Linked DNA regions of Sus scrofa: all the other regions are linked to region 3. A link is a contact called in public Hi-C and promoter capture Hi-C data. All regions are on one chromosome and are shown on one strand. The core of a region is the stretch at or near the end of the contact, and the rest is flanking DNA. Distances in the headings are between cores, read along the strand shown.

Region 1 (4,526 bases), core at 162-2,661, 400 kb before region 3:
TCCATTGAAATGCTCTCCTGGCTTTCTGCTCCCTCAGCGTCGATAGACGTCCACTGGAATAACTGGCCCCTGTGGCTTTTCCCTCCTTGGGGCCATCCCAGAGTGAGCCAGCCCTCCTGACCCAGGGGTGGGAAACGTGCTGGGATGTCAGTGTGTGCCGCTGTGTGAACACATCCTGCTCAGCTCTTCCCTGCTGAGAACACACCTGGCCTGGCCCTGGAGGGCTCCTGTGGTGCCCTCTGCACTGACCACTGGTCCTTTTCCCAGTGTCCTAGGACTAGGGTGGCCAGAGTCCTCAATCCTCAGTCCTCTATGCTCAAACTCTTCCCAGTCCCTGTATCTGCTGGCCCATCCTGGCCAAACCGCCAAACCACCCTTTGCAGCACTTAGGCCCAGGGACCTCAGTGCACACCACACAGACCCACACACCAGTGCATGAAAGCACAGTGTGCACACAGCCACGAGTGCACATACACACTAACAAGCCCTACACCCGGGGCCAACTGCGTGAGGCCTGCTGCTCTCTGCTGCCTCCCTTTCCCTTTATTCCCCTCCTCCCCTCTCCCTGTACTGCCACCAGAGGTTGGGGAGTTTCCAGGAGTCCCAGCTTCCTCTGGCCATCTCTAGCCAAGGATCTTCCTGAGTCTCCCTGTGTTCAGAGCTCACACAGGGTGTGAGGTTCCAACTTGGGGGTGACCAAGCAGCCCGTGGACCCTGATCTACGCTTGTTGATTTCAGCCAGACACTGGACACACAGTAGGGGCTCGGGGTGACTCAGGACCAGCCAGGGCCCACAGTAAGGGTTCAGAGAGGTTCATGACTGGAACAGAGCACACAGTAGGTGTTTAGGGCAGCTCAGGACCCACACAAGGCACACAGTAGGTGCTCTAGAAATGCTGGTTTAAGGGCTACAGTCACATCATATAAAAAGCTTCCCAAATGGGCCTCTGGAGCTCCCCAGACTGGCATGACCCCGGAGGGAAGACCTGGACAAACATGACCACTTGGAGGCCAGCAAAGGGCAGAGGAGGAGGCCCCCAGGCAGCTCCAGCTGGCTGGCCCTCTCCCTAGGCTGGAGGAAGAAGCTATTTATAGTCCCCCCACTTGGCCCAGCTCCCTCTCCCCTGTAAGGCAACAGTGTTCCCACTCCTCCATGCCACCAAGAGATTGATACTCCCTCAGAGCACCCCTATTCCTGGAGAGACCCCCAACACTCTCACACCCTTTCTAGCACCACCCTCACACCGCCCGGGTCTTTTCCCAGTCCTCCCACCCTCTCCACCGGGCTCCGAGCCTACCCCGCCTGCTGCTCCTTGACCCGAGTCCTGTCAGGGAGTTGCCTCCTTCCGTGCCTCGGTTCATCCTGCAACTGAACTGGCCTGGGCCACCGCCCCCTGCGGCTTGGAGTCGGGCAGCCCCGCCCCCCAGGCTCCGGAGAGGCAGCCTGCCCGCTGGCCCCGCCTCTCCAACCCCTCCTTGGGCCCCGCCTCCACCCCACCCCCCCGGGCTGCTTACAAACTGAGATCTCGTCAGTGCCCCGGCCAGGCAGCCTCACTTCCGACAGTAGTACCTCTCCAGCCAGAGCCGGGTGTCTGCCCTCTGCTCCAGCTGGAGTTGTCTACACTACCCAGACTATCTGCCCCATCTGCAGGCAAGCCTGTCTGCACTCTCCAGGTCAGTCCCATCTCCAGCCCAGCAATAGAGTTGGGATTGTGAGATCAGCCAAAACCCACCCTTTCCACACCAAGGGACGGGTCAGTGAAATTGGGGTGGGGGGAGTGGGCAGAGGGGCAGCGTAGCCAGCTATGACTCCACCCTTGTGTGTCACTGCCTGGTGATTCTTCTCTCTCCCATTCTCTGGTCTCTGCATTTATTGAGCTCTCTCTGCATGTCAGACTGCATCACTCAGTGCTCACAAGACACCTGGTGGCATTACTATGCTTTACAGAGGAGAAAACCAAGGCTTGGAAAGGTGAGTGTGTTTGCCCATTCGACAAAGAAGGGGCAGTTGGGTCAGGAGTCCCAGCAGCCTGAGCTCCTTCTCCTTTAGCCCTGTGTGTCGGGGTGGAGGCTGGGTATGCAGGGGTGTGGTAAGACAGTGCCTGTCTATGTGTTGAGCATGCTTCATGAAGGTTTGAAGGACAAGCACCTGTTCCTCCCAGCCCCCTCACACGCCCTCACCTTGCTCACACATACACACATATGCTCCCACACACAAAGCAAGGCTGCCACAGCCACAGACCTCACACATACGACCATCAATCCATGCTTAGAGATACCCCTGATGGCCCCACTTGTCTGGAGTGGGTGCTGCCTCATTGGGCACAAAAACATGCTTGTGACCCTCCACCAGCACTTCTCTGTGTGGTGACCAGTGAGGGGCAGGGAAGACCCGCGGGTCTAGTCTTGGGCAAGCTGGTCTCCAATGCAGCCATAGACTCTTGTGTTGAGGTTCTTGAAAGAGATATGTCAGTGACCACAAGTGATGTTGTCCAGATGCTCTGTGACTGTGGAACCCAGATGTGACGAGACCATGTGATAGTAACCTTCCATGATAGTGTCCAGGCTGTCCAGACATACTGTAAGTCTGTGGGGCTCCTAGGAAGGGCAAGGCTCCACTTGGTGACCTGACATGGCAACATCCAGGCTGTCCAGACACACTGCGACTCTGTGAAGCACTTTAGGTGATATGACACCACATGGCAGTGACCCCATGTGGTGGAGTCCAGATGCACCATGCCCAGATATAGTACCATCCAGCTCTGCCGCTCCGGGACTCCCCATCTCGGGTGGCTCCAGCATTGTGAGCCCCTCCCTCAGGCTCAGCGGCGACCGACATGGGCCAGGATGCGGGCGTTGGCAGCAGCCTGCTCCCTCACAGCCCTGGCCCGGGCCTGCTCCAGTAAGATCTGCAGGAGGCCGAGAGGGACATCCAGCGAGAGGGTGATGCGGGAGCCAGGGTGGGGGCCAGGGCTGGGGTGCCCCCAAGTTGCAGAGGGGCCTGTGGTGCTGGCTGATGGGCTCTCTGAGGTCACAGGGCAGGGAGTGACCTGGGGAAAGTTCTGAGGGAGGAGCTGAAAGCCTGGGAGTGGGTTTGCTGGGACAAGCAGGGTCCTGGCCAATGTCAGGATCATCAGCACCAGCAGAGCCCACCTGGTCATCATGTGGTCAGGCTGCGAGGAGAAAACGGACTCAGGGCAGGGGCTCTGGTCAGCTCTGACCAATGGACAGAGACAGATGGCAAATGCAGAGACAGAGAGGCTGCAAGGTAGAGATTAGAGAGGCTAGGGACAGAGAGAGACAGAGACAGAGATGAAGGGACAAGAAGAAAGCCTGAATGAACCAAGAAAACTGAGACAGAGGCACAGAAAGAGTGAGAAAGAAAATAAGACAGATAAAGAGACAGAGAAACCCAGAGAAAGAGAGCCACAAAAGCATGATATGGATTCTTTCTCTTCCTTCTTTTTTCCTTCCTTCCTTCCTTTCTTTCTTTTTGCCACACCTATGGCATATGGAAGTTCCCAGGGCCAGGGATCAAATGCAAGCTGCAGCTGCAACGTTCACCACAGCTGTGCCAATGCTGGATCCCTATCCCACTGTGCCACAGTTGGAACTCTTAGACATGGATATATTTTAGAGAGAGAGAGGTGGAGGGAGGAGGAGGAAGAACAAGAAGGAAAAAGGGAGGGTGGGGGAGGGAGAAAGATGGAGTTGAATGAGAGGGAGGCAAGGCAAAATAGAGGGAGACTGGAAGAAAAAAGAGACAGAAACCGCCCGAGAGACAGTGTGATAGAAATAAGGATGCAAAGAGAGAAACACAGAAGGACAAAAGGGGAGCCTGAGGTCTGAGTGAGAAAGCTTGTAACAGATCCAGGACAAAGAAAGGCAGGAATGGGGTTTCTTGAGGTGGAGAAGCAGCCAGAGATCCCAGGACCCCCTCAGATTGAAAGCCCTCCACTGACAAAACCCCAGATCCACTCAACCCCAAAGGCCCTGCCCATCTCCCTGACCCCAGTCCTACCAGTAGCAGCCTCCTCTGGGGTAAGCTGGGGCCAGGCAGTGCTGTGCTGTGGTCTGCCCCTCTGCCCTCTTCAGGGCCCATTTATCTCCCTCAGCCCCTGAGCTGAGAGGGGGGCCTGTCTCCTGGTGGAGGCAGCCCCCTCCTATGATTCATTCCCCCCCGGGGACAAGAAGGACATATCCTCAGTTCCTGCCCTGTCTACTTTCTGGGGACAAGTTGGGGACTGAGGGTCACAGGACAGGGACCAGAGCTGGACAGAGGGACTCTGTACCCACACAAGATGGTGGTGACCTCCCAGGGAAAACCCGCCCCCCCTGCCCCAACACCCCCACCTCCCCAAACAGTCACAACAGCACCCTTTAAAAACAGCAGCTTTAATACCCCCCAGAATCAGCACCATGTCATCACAGGCTTGGGTCAAGGGGCGAGTCAGACGCAGTCACATCTGCTCACTACCCAGCCACCCCCACACTGAGTCATCTGCCAGGGAGGCAGGAGCCACAAT
Region 2 (3,985 bases), core at 1,035-3,534, 350 kb after region 3:
AGATAAGGAACAGAAGTATCCCCTGGCACTTGAAGGTTCCAGCTCTGAAAGAGACAGGTAGCCCCAAATGTCAGGGGATATGAGGACATGGCCTCACCTCCCTCAACATGAGCTTCCAGCATTCCTACCTGGGTAAGTTGCATGAAAGCCTCCTTCTGAGTCTTACCATCCTTACCTGTCCACTCCCACTCCCACTGCACCCCAAGGCCTCTCAGCCAGAGTTAGGAGCCTCCTGAAGAAAGGGCCAGCCAACAGCTCTGAGCTAGTCATTTACCTTTGGTCCCTGCTGGTAGATCTGCAGCTCCTCTACCGTGAAAGATGACCACAGCGGCGATGGCTGTCGCAGAATCAAACGCAGCTCCAGTACTCTGGCCATGTCACATAGCATCTGACAAACATACATACACACACACACACAAGGACCCAACGAGGCCCCAGCTCATTGCTGAGGAGCCAACCAGCAATGAGCCAAGGTGTTTCCTCCCCAAGCCTTTGAGAAGAAAACAGTAGTTCCTCCAAGGCACTTGCCAAAAAAACTACAACCAAGGCCAGCTCTGCCTGCCCCTCTTCCCTTTTGATATCCTGGCCCAATCCCCAGGCCCCTTGTAAGCTCTCATCTGGGCTTCCCTGGCCATGCTGAGTCCCAGCTGACCTGGTGCTTGAACAGCGATACATACTCCTGGGCTCCCTCCTCACTGTGTGGGTCGGGCATCAGGCAATAGTCCCGCAGGCAGGTCACCCACTTGGCCGGAGTGTGTGTCGAGGTGTGCTGGCGAACACGGATGGTCAGAAAGGCCGTGTAGTAATTCTTAAACATGATCTCCTGCAACTAGAGCACACACAACCCACCATGACAAATCAGACCCAGGCCCAAGGCCTGAAGGGTTCAAAGTCGCCCTCTCCTCCTCCACCTTGGAATGTACTCCTCTACCAATCTAACAATTTCAACAAGAATCCACTGGGGCCTTAAAAAATTTTGCTTTCCTAGAACTCATAGTCCAAATGAGCACATCATGCAAACAAACCATGACCTCAGATCTTGCCACATGTCCAAAATGCTGCCAGAGGTCAAAGCCCTAACTCTAGAGGAGGTAGAAAATGTACAGATGAGTTCATCAAATGGACCAGGAAAAGGAGAAAATGTAAACATAGCATATACAAAGAAGCACCAAGTGGTGACAGATCCTGGCACCTGGGACAGTGGTTCGGCCTAGCTACAGCAGTTCTCATCACTGGATACTCATCAGAATTAACCAAGGAAAAAATTTTTTTTGAAAATTAAAAAAATATATAGCTATACAGGCTCCACTCCAGACCAAATGAATCAGGATTTCCAGAGTTGGGCCCTTTAATAAAATCTCTCAGCTTAGAGTAAGGAACAGCTTGGGGAAGAACCATATACTATAAGTCAAAGTGCACATGTGGAGAAGCAAATAGGGCACAGACACAGAGTGGCCCTGAATGTTAGGCCATTAGAAAGTGGGCTTTGTCCTCTTGATTTCTGCATTGTCCAGTCACTCTGCCAGCAAAAGTAGAAGAGCAACTGGAGACTGGTAACTGGAGCCACTGGGAAAATCCCAATGAGGGATGAGTTGATCCTGACCTCCAGCAGGGACTGTAGGTCTGGGCAGGAGGCATTTTTGTGGGTTTGTTGTTTGTTTGTTTTTGCATACTCCCTAGGTATGCCTAAGTTTCTGGGCCAGGGAGCAAATAGAGTCAGCAGCGACAACCGCCAGATCCTTAACCCGCTGCACCTCAAGAGAACTCCCTTAGCCTACTACGTTGCCACTTCTGTGCCAGGGCTGTTCTGGACACTGGGAAGAGATGTTGAAGAGAACAGAAGAGGAAGCTGTGTTACAGTAAATACTTGTTAACTGAAGAGATAAACAAATAGTTAACTGATTCTTTAGGGCGAGGGCTCTGGAGAGGCTTTCAGTAAAAGATTAGATGCCTGGGACACGCCCGAGTTCCCCAGATAGGCCCCGCCCAGGAGCCCGGGTCGCGCCCACAGGGCTTGCTCACCTCGAAGGGCGCGACGCTGGGGAAGGTGACATCGATGACCAGCACGCCAGGCCGGCCTTGGGAGGTCCGCACGTCCCCCACCTGCAGGGCCACAGTGCCTTTCACATGGCAGGGCACGGACACGCGGGACATGGTGCCAACGACCAGGACCAAACACAACTGCCGCTCCTGGCTTTGGACCAATGGTCCTTCCCTGCGTCCCAGCCGAGCCCCAAGAACTACAACTCCCGAGAGGAATCGTGCTGGGCCAGCCCAGCCAATGACCGATGCTCGGGGCGGGCCGGGAGTCGGAAGTGCCTGCGGAAGTGCTCCTTCAGCCAATCACCGAGAGAGCCTTGGAGACGCGCCGCAGCCATTGCTCAGAAATGGCTTAGCTAGCCTGGATGCAATATCGGGCTGGGCCCTCTGTCCACCGCAAGTACTTCTATGCAAGGCGGACGTCTTTCAGAACTCGTAAGCCATGAGCATGAATGAGTATAGGTCCTAGGCGACTTTAGTTGCAAATATAGATATTAACCCTTTTTTTTTAATAGGCAAAGGATTTGAAGGGATAATTTACAGAAGATAGATAAATAGCCAGTATGCCCGTGAAAATATGTTTAACATGATTATTCACGAGGGAAACATAAATTAGAGACCTCACACACACCCACTAAACGCCAGTAAGCAGGCTAAAATTAAAGACTGACAAGAATGTGGAACAAGAATGTGGAATCCACTGATAATTAACTGGTACTTCGAAAAGCGGTTTAGCCATTCTTTTTTTGTTTGTTGGTTTTTGTGCCATTTCTTGGGCCGCTCCCGCGGCATATGGAGGTTTCCAGGCTAGGGGTCCAGTCGGAGCTGTGGCCACCGACCTACACCAGAGCCACAGCAACGTGGGATCCCAGCCGCGTCTGCGACCTACACCACAGTTCGCGGCAACACCGAATCCTTAACCCACTGAGCAAGGCCAGGGACCGAACCAGCAACCTCATGGTTCCTAGTCGGATTCGTTAACCACTGAGCCACGATGGGAACTCCCAGTTTAGCCATTCTTTAAGAACTAAATTTATACCTATAATATGATGCAGCCTTTGCACTCATTAGTGTTTACCCAAGAGAAATGAAAGCACATGTCCATCCAAGGGCTTTATTCACAATAGCCAGAAGTTGGAAATAATCCAAATGTCCAACAGATTAGCTAATTGTGGTATGTCCACACAATGGAACACTACTCAACAATAAAAAGAAATGAACAAAGCCATGTGTCTATCAACAGATGAATGAGTAAACAAAATGTAATTATATAAGATGGAATTATTCAGCCTTAAAAAGGAATGCAATTCTGATGTATGCATCAACATGCATGAACATTGAAAATATTATGCTCAGTGAAAAAACAGACATAGAAGTACAAATACTGTATGATACCACTTATGTTAGGTACCTAGACTAGTCAAATTCATACAGTAAGTAGAATAGAGGTTGCCAGGGGCTATGGGCAGGGGAAATGGTTATCGTTTAATAGGTACAGAGTTTCAGTTTAGGATGGATAAAAAAATTCTGGAAATAAGTGTTGATTACACAGCACTATGAATATATGTAAAACCAGTGAACGATAGGAGTTCCTGTCGTGGCACAGCAGAAACAAATCCGACTAGGAATCATGAGGTTGTGGGTTCGATCCCTGGCCTTGCTCAGCAGGTTAAGGATTCGGCGTTGCCATGAGCTGTAGTGTAGGCCAGCAACTACAGCTCCGATTAGATCCCTAGACTGGGAACCTCCATATGCCTAGGGAGCGGCCCTAGAAAAGGCAAAAAGACAAAAACAAACAAACGAGCAAATGGGAAGGTCTCGCTATGGTTAAACAGGATTGGTGGTGTTTTGGGAGACATTGGGATGCAGATTTTATCCCTGGCCTGGAACAGCCATCCCTTGCCATAGCTGATTCCTGGCCCGGGGCAGCCAAAAATGAAAAGAA
Region 3 (4,126 bases), core at 1,593-4,092:
AGCTGTCGCTTGACTTAGCAACCAAGTAAAGAATCCACGCGACCCAGTGGGGGCTCAGATAGAGATCTCTGTCTTCATCTAAGTCTTGTATTTATGTATTTGTGATAACGTTTTATTTCCCCCATTTGCACATGATCAAAATGCAGAAGTTCCAAGTGAACTGTCACTGAAATAGGGCAGCTAACATTATGACCTACTGGGAAAAAATCCTCATTTTTAAGAGAATTTATGTTCTGCAACTTAAGGTTATTTGCAAGCATTCCTTTTGAGATGTGAGTTGTCTTTATTCCCAGTAAATCCCAGTCCGCTAGAACTGCTGGTTTTCTCCCCTTGAATTTTGAGGAATTAGAACCACCATGATGGCTTCCAGAACTGCCAGCTTTTCAAGTTTCTCCTTTAACCTAGTATACTTTAACAGGGATCCTCCCACTTCCTGGTTAAGGCAACCAGCCTTTGTGGCTCAACTAAACAATGTGACCATAAGAAGTCCCAGCTTAAGAACAGCTCTTGTCCCTCTACCAGTGATAAACCTCTTTCCTCTGTCCCAGGAAGGCTCCAGAATGTCTCCATTTCTAGTAACTTAAACCCCCTTTTCTCTCTCCTTTTTGTAGCTGCAACCTTGGCATGTGGAAATTCCCAGGCCAGGGACTAAACCCCAACCACAGCAGTAATGACACCAAATCCTTAATCACTGGGCCACCAGGGAAATCCCCCTCTTTCTCTCTTTTTTTTTTACTAGGGATTGAACTTGATGCAGCAGAACATCCATAATCTCTGCCCTGGAGAAGTGAGAGTGCCCAGAACTCAGAAGAGAGAGGATTCTAGGAGCAGGAAAAGCTTGGCAAGGTCCCTTTCTGGGCCAGGGTTGCAAGGCCCTGCAGGGAGGCTCCGAAAGAGCACTGGGCGGACACGACATTCCCGATGGCTACTTGGGTGCCCACTCAACGGGAGTGATCGTGTCATTCCAAAGCACTTTCCATGCCGCAGGTGCACAACCTAGGGTCAGCTGCTAATAGGATTGGGGGCCAGAGGCTGAGCTGGGGTCTTCAGCTACTCTTGGTGCATGAGGACACTTACAGTGGCTTTACCCCAGGAAGTGAAGGGCTATCTTTAGTCAGCTGTGGGCTGGGGTGGCCCTGGGGGACTCACCACCATTGCAGACCACCATTGCAGCCCAATCAGAAGTCCCTGTGTCCTCCCTCCCTTGCCAGTGCTACCTTGGGATCCAAGAGATGGCCACAGCCTGGGCTCCCCGACGTCTACGCCTGTCATTTCCAGCCTGAGGGCGCACCTGAGAGAGGGACAGAAATCAGAGTGGCCCGATAAAGTATGTCTGGGGATCAGGGGCTAGCCCACCGAATCTGGGCCAGAACGCTGCTCAGGCAAGAGAGCAGGGAACGAAATCCAAGTGCAGCTGGAATGCTCTGGAGACAACAGCTGCTTTTGGGATTCCGTTGCCCGCTGTCCAGCCGTGGGGAGTGGGAGGTTGAGAGGGGTAATCTCTTGCCTTGGTGCCAGATCAAACTTCCTACATTCCCAGTCCCAGGAGAGGGAGCCAAGAGAAGGTGGTGAAATCAAGTGCGGTAGGAACGAGCCGCTCGCTCACCTGGGCCCCAAAACAATAGGTGTGGTGGGGACCCCCCCCCCCGGGACTGGGTCCCAATCTGGATTAGATCCACGGGGTAGGATTAATCCTGTTGGTCCCATGCAGTCAGGGCCACTACACTGGCGGTGGCGGGGCGGGCTTCAGGATCAGCCAAGAGGGAAGCGCGCCCGTGGGGCCTCGGAGAGGAAGTAAACCCTCCCCTGGGACACCCCCGCACCCGGGCCCTTTGTCTGGTGACGCTGCCAGTGTCGGGAGTGCGAGAAGCCCAATGAGCCCTCAAGGCAGCGACGGGACCCCCGGAGATCTACTGAGAACGTCCTCGGTTGTTCGAAACCCCCCCGCCAGCCTGGCCCCGCGGGCGGCAGACGCAGCAATGTTTCCCCGGAGGCCACCATACAGTAGGCGCGCCGAGATGTCGGAACCTGCGCGGGCGCCAGCGACTCTGGCACCAGTAGGCCTTCTGATTCGGCTCAAGACGCGGGGGAGGGATTCTCTGGACGCAGAGCGAGGTGAACAAGAATAGGGCGATACTCCGGCCGCTGTATAGTTCAATGTCTGGTCCGTTTCGGCCCGGTCCGACCCAGGAGCAGCAACGACCAGCCTGACGTCGCGTCCTCTTCCGCTTGTTCTAGCCGCAGAGTTGGAGCCATTTTAAGGCGAAACCACTCAGCCACGCCCCCTCGCCCTCCAGAGAAGCCAATCCAAGCGCAACGACGCCTGGTGTGAAACGCCGCGGCGTTGCCAACGGTCGCGCGGGTGAACGGTTGGGAGGGGCTGAACTCGGAGGGCGAGAGGGGGAAACCTGAGCTGCCCGCACCGCCCTCGGAATCCGACTCCGCGAAGCCGGGATTAGAAATTTGGAGGCTGGCACCACGCCCTGGCCAGGTGTGCGGGACTCGAACAGGTGCTAGGCCGCCCCTCCCCGGGTCCCAAGAGCCCGGCTTAATGGCTAAGAGCCGGGGGCCCGGCCGCGGCTGGGGCTCAGACTGTGCTGAGGCCTGTCACGCCACCAGGTGTCCGGCTCCCCCAGAACGGCCTGCGGGGGCCTGGGGCGGGGCGGACGGCAGCTGCAGACACTGGAGCCGCACCGGGAGACCCGCCCTGCTGGGACCTAAGCCCCTGGTCGGCTCCCTCCCGTCTCCAGCCCGGGGCCGGCAGAGCTGCGCGGTGCCCTCCGCGACGCTGGGGGCGCTGTCGTTGCTCCGGGCTGGGTGACGCCACGACCCCGCTGACCCTGCGCCGGTCTCCCTGTGCGCTGATCCGCCATGGCAGCGGTGTTCGTGCTTCGGAGCTTGTATCGAGCGCGACACATCCTTCGCTGGCCGCTCGCGCAGCTGTCCTGGTGAGGCCGGACCCACCGTCCCTGACCACCTGCCCCCCACAGCCAGCGACTCCCAGCCCCTTAGACCCCGACCATACCCCTCCGCAGGGCCCCAGGGCGTGGGCATCGGCTCACGCCGACGGATGATGAGCTGTATCAGCGGACGCGAATATCTCTGCTGCAGCGCGAGTCCCCGCAGGCGATGTACATCGACAGCTACAGCAGCCGCGGCTTCGTGGTCAATGGAAATCGCGTGCTTGGGCCCTGCGCGCTGCTTCCGCACTCGGTGGTGCAGTGGAACGTGAGCCCTTCCCTGCAATAAGGAAACCCGAGGACCAGAGTCAGGCCTGCCTTCCTGACTCCGTCCTTGGCAAACTTGGCTTTTCTTTTGCCCCGCTTTGGAGCAGGTAGAGGGTCGGTGGGGAAACCTCCATAGACTTGTAATTAACTTGTCTCCTTCCCACACAGGTAGGTTCCCACCAGGACATCACCGAAGGAAGCTTCTCTCTCTTTTGGATGCTGGAGCCCCGAATAGGTACTGGAGGAAGGGAAGGCTGAGGTGATGAGCCCCGGAAACCCACCCTCTCGATAGACCTCGTTGCAGCCTTGCTATGCTCATCTTTCCCTAGAGATTGTTGTGGTGGGCACTGGAGACCGGACTGAGCGGCTGCAGCCCCAGGTGCTGCGAGCCATGAGGCAGCGGGGCATCGCTGTGGAAGTGCAGGACACAGTATGTCTGGTACTCGGGAATGCTGAGGCGAGCCCAGGCCTGGCCTTGGCCCTAGCCCAGCTGATGCTGGCTTTCTCTTTGCAGCCCAATGCCTGTGCCACTTTCAACTTCCTGTGTCATGAAGGCCGGGTGACAGGAGCTGCTCTCATTCCCCCACCTGGAGGGGCTGCTCTCACATCTTTGGCCCAAGTCTCAAAAAAATGAACCACCAGGAACCTTGCCACCCTTTGCTGAGTGCAGGGGTTTCCAGTTTTTACTAGCTCCTCCCCTTTGGCACTGTAACAACTTGTCTTTCTAGCCAGCAAATTAATAATTTAATCTACTTCTCACAATTTTGTACTAGGTGTATTGCTGGACAGGAGCTGCTGGCTCCGTGGGTTCATGGAGGGGGTTGTGAAAAAATCAAGGGGATACTCAAGAGGCGAGGAAGCTGTATAGGTGTCTGTTATAAACTGTACATCTCTTTGCT

The links. Promoter capture Hi-C pulls out the DNA fragments that hold promoters and counts their contacts. Hi-C and Micro-C count contacts between places; a contact is called where the count stands out from the background.
Region 1: a Hi-C map of skeletal muscle shows a contact between it and region 3, with 6 times the contacts expected there. The contact joins the promoter of PFKFB4 here to the promoter of NDUFAF3 in region 3. A contact is called at or near these places in 2 of 47 Hi-C or Micro-C datasets (heart right ventricle and skeletal muscle) and 1 of 2 datasets of contacts at active chromatin or transcription factors (alveolar macrophages).
Region 2: a promoter capture Hi-C map of liver shows a contact between it and region 3, with 5 times the contacts expected there. The contact joins the promoter of NICN1 here to the promoter of NDUFAF3 in region 3. A contact is called at or near these places in 2 of 5 promoter capture datasets (fetal liver and liver), 1 of 47 Hi-C or Micro-C datasets (embryonic fibroblasts) and 2 of 2 datasets of contacts at active chromatin or transcription factors (alveolar macrophages and skeletal muscle).

Annotation. Positions count from the first base shown.
Region 1 is chr13:31,258,374-31,262,899 of Sscrofa11.1, forward strand. PFKFB4 (6-phosphofructo-2-kinase/fructose-2,6-bisphosphatase 4) reads right to left here and starts at 1,412. Exons shown (of 14, transcript XM_005669518.3): 1 at 1,299-1,412. The coding sequence starts at 1,362. UCN2 (urocortin-2) reads right to left here and starts at 3,451. Exons shown (of 1, transcript XM_021070636.1): 1 at 2,823-3,451. The coding sequence starts at 3,164. The coding sequence ends at 2,823. It overlaps COL7A1 (collagen alpha-1(VII) chain), which reads right to left. Exons shown (of 119, transcript XM_005669519.3): 119 at 4,377-4,526.
Region 2 is chr13:32,004,982-32,008,966 of Sscrofa11.1, forward strand. NICN1 (nicolin-1) reads right to left here and starts at 2,285. Exons shown (of 6, transcript XM_021068737.1): 1 at 2,023-2,285; 2 at 653-829; 3 at 275-388. The coding sequence starts at 2,154.
Region 3 is chr13:31,654,099-31,658,224 of Sscrofa11.1, forward strand. NDUFAF3 (NADH:ubiquinone oxidoreductase complex assembly factor 3) reads left to right here and starts at 2,843. Exons shown (of 5, transcript NM_001243606.1): 1 at 2,843-2,948; 2 at 3,036-3,228; 3 at 3,396-3,462; 4 at 3,557-3,657; 5 at 3,742-3,989. The coding sequence starts at 2,872. The coding sequence ends at 3,861. It overlaps DALRD3 (DALR anticodon-binding domain-containing protein 3), which reads right to left and starts at 2,208. Exons shown (of 14, transcript XM_021070653.1): 1 at 2,004-2,208; 2 at 1,218-1,291. The coding sequence starts at 1,272. It overlaps MIR425 (microRNA 425), which reads right to left and starts at 975; the gene lies at 896-975. It overlaps MIR191 (microRNA 191), which reads right to left and starts at 1,465; the gene lies at 1,386-1,465.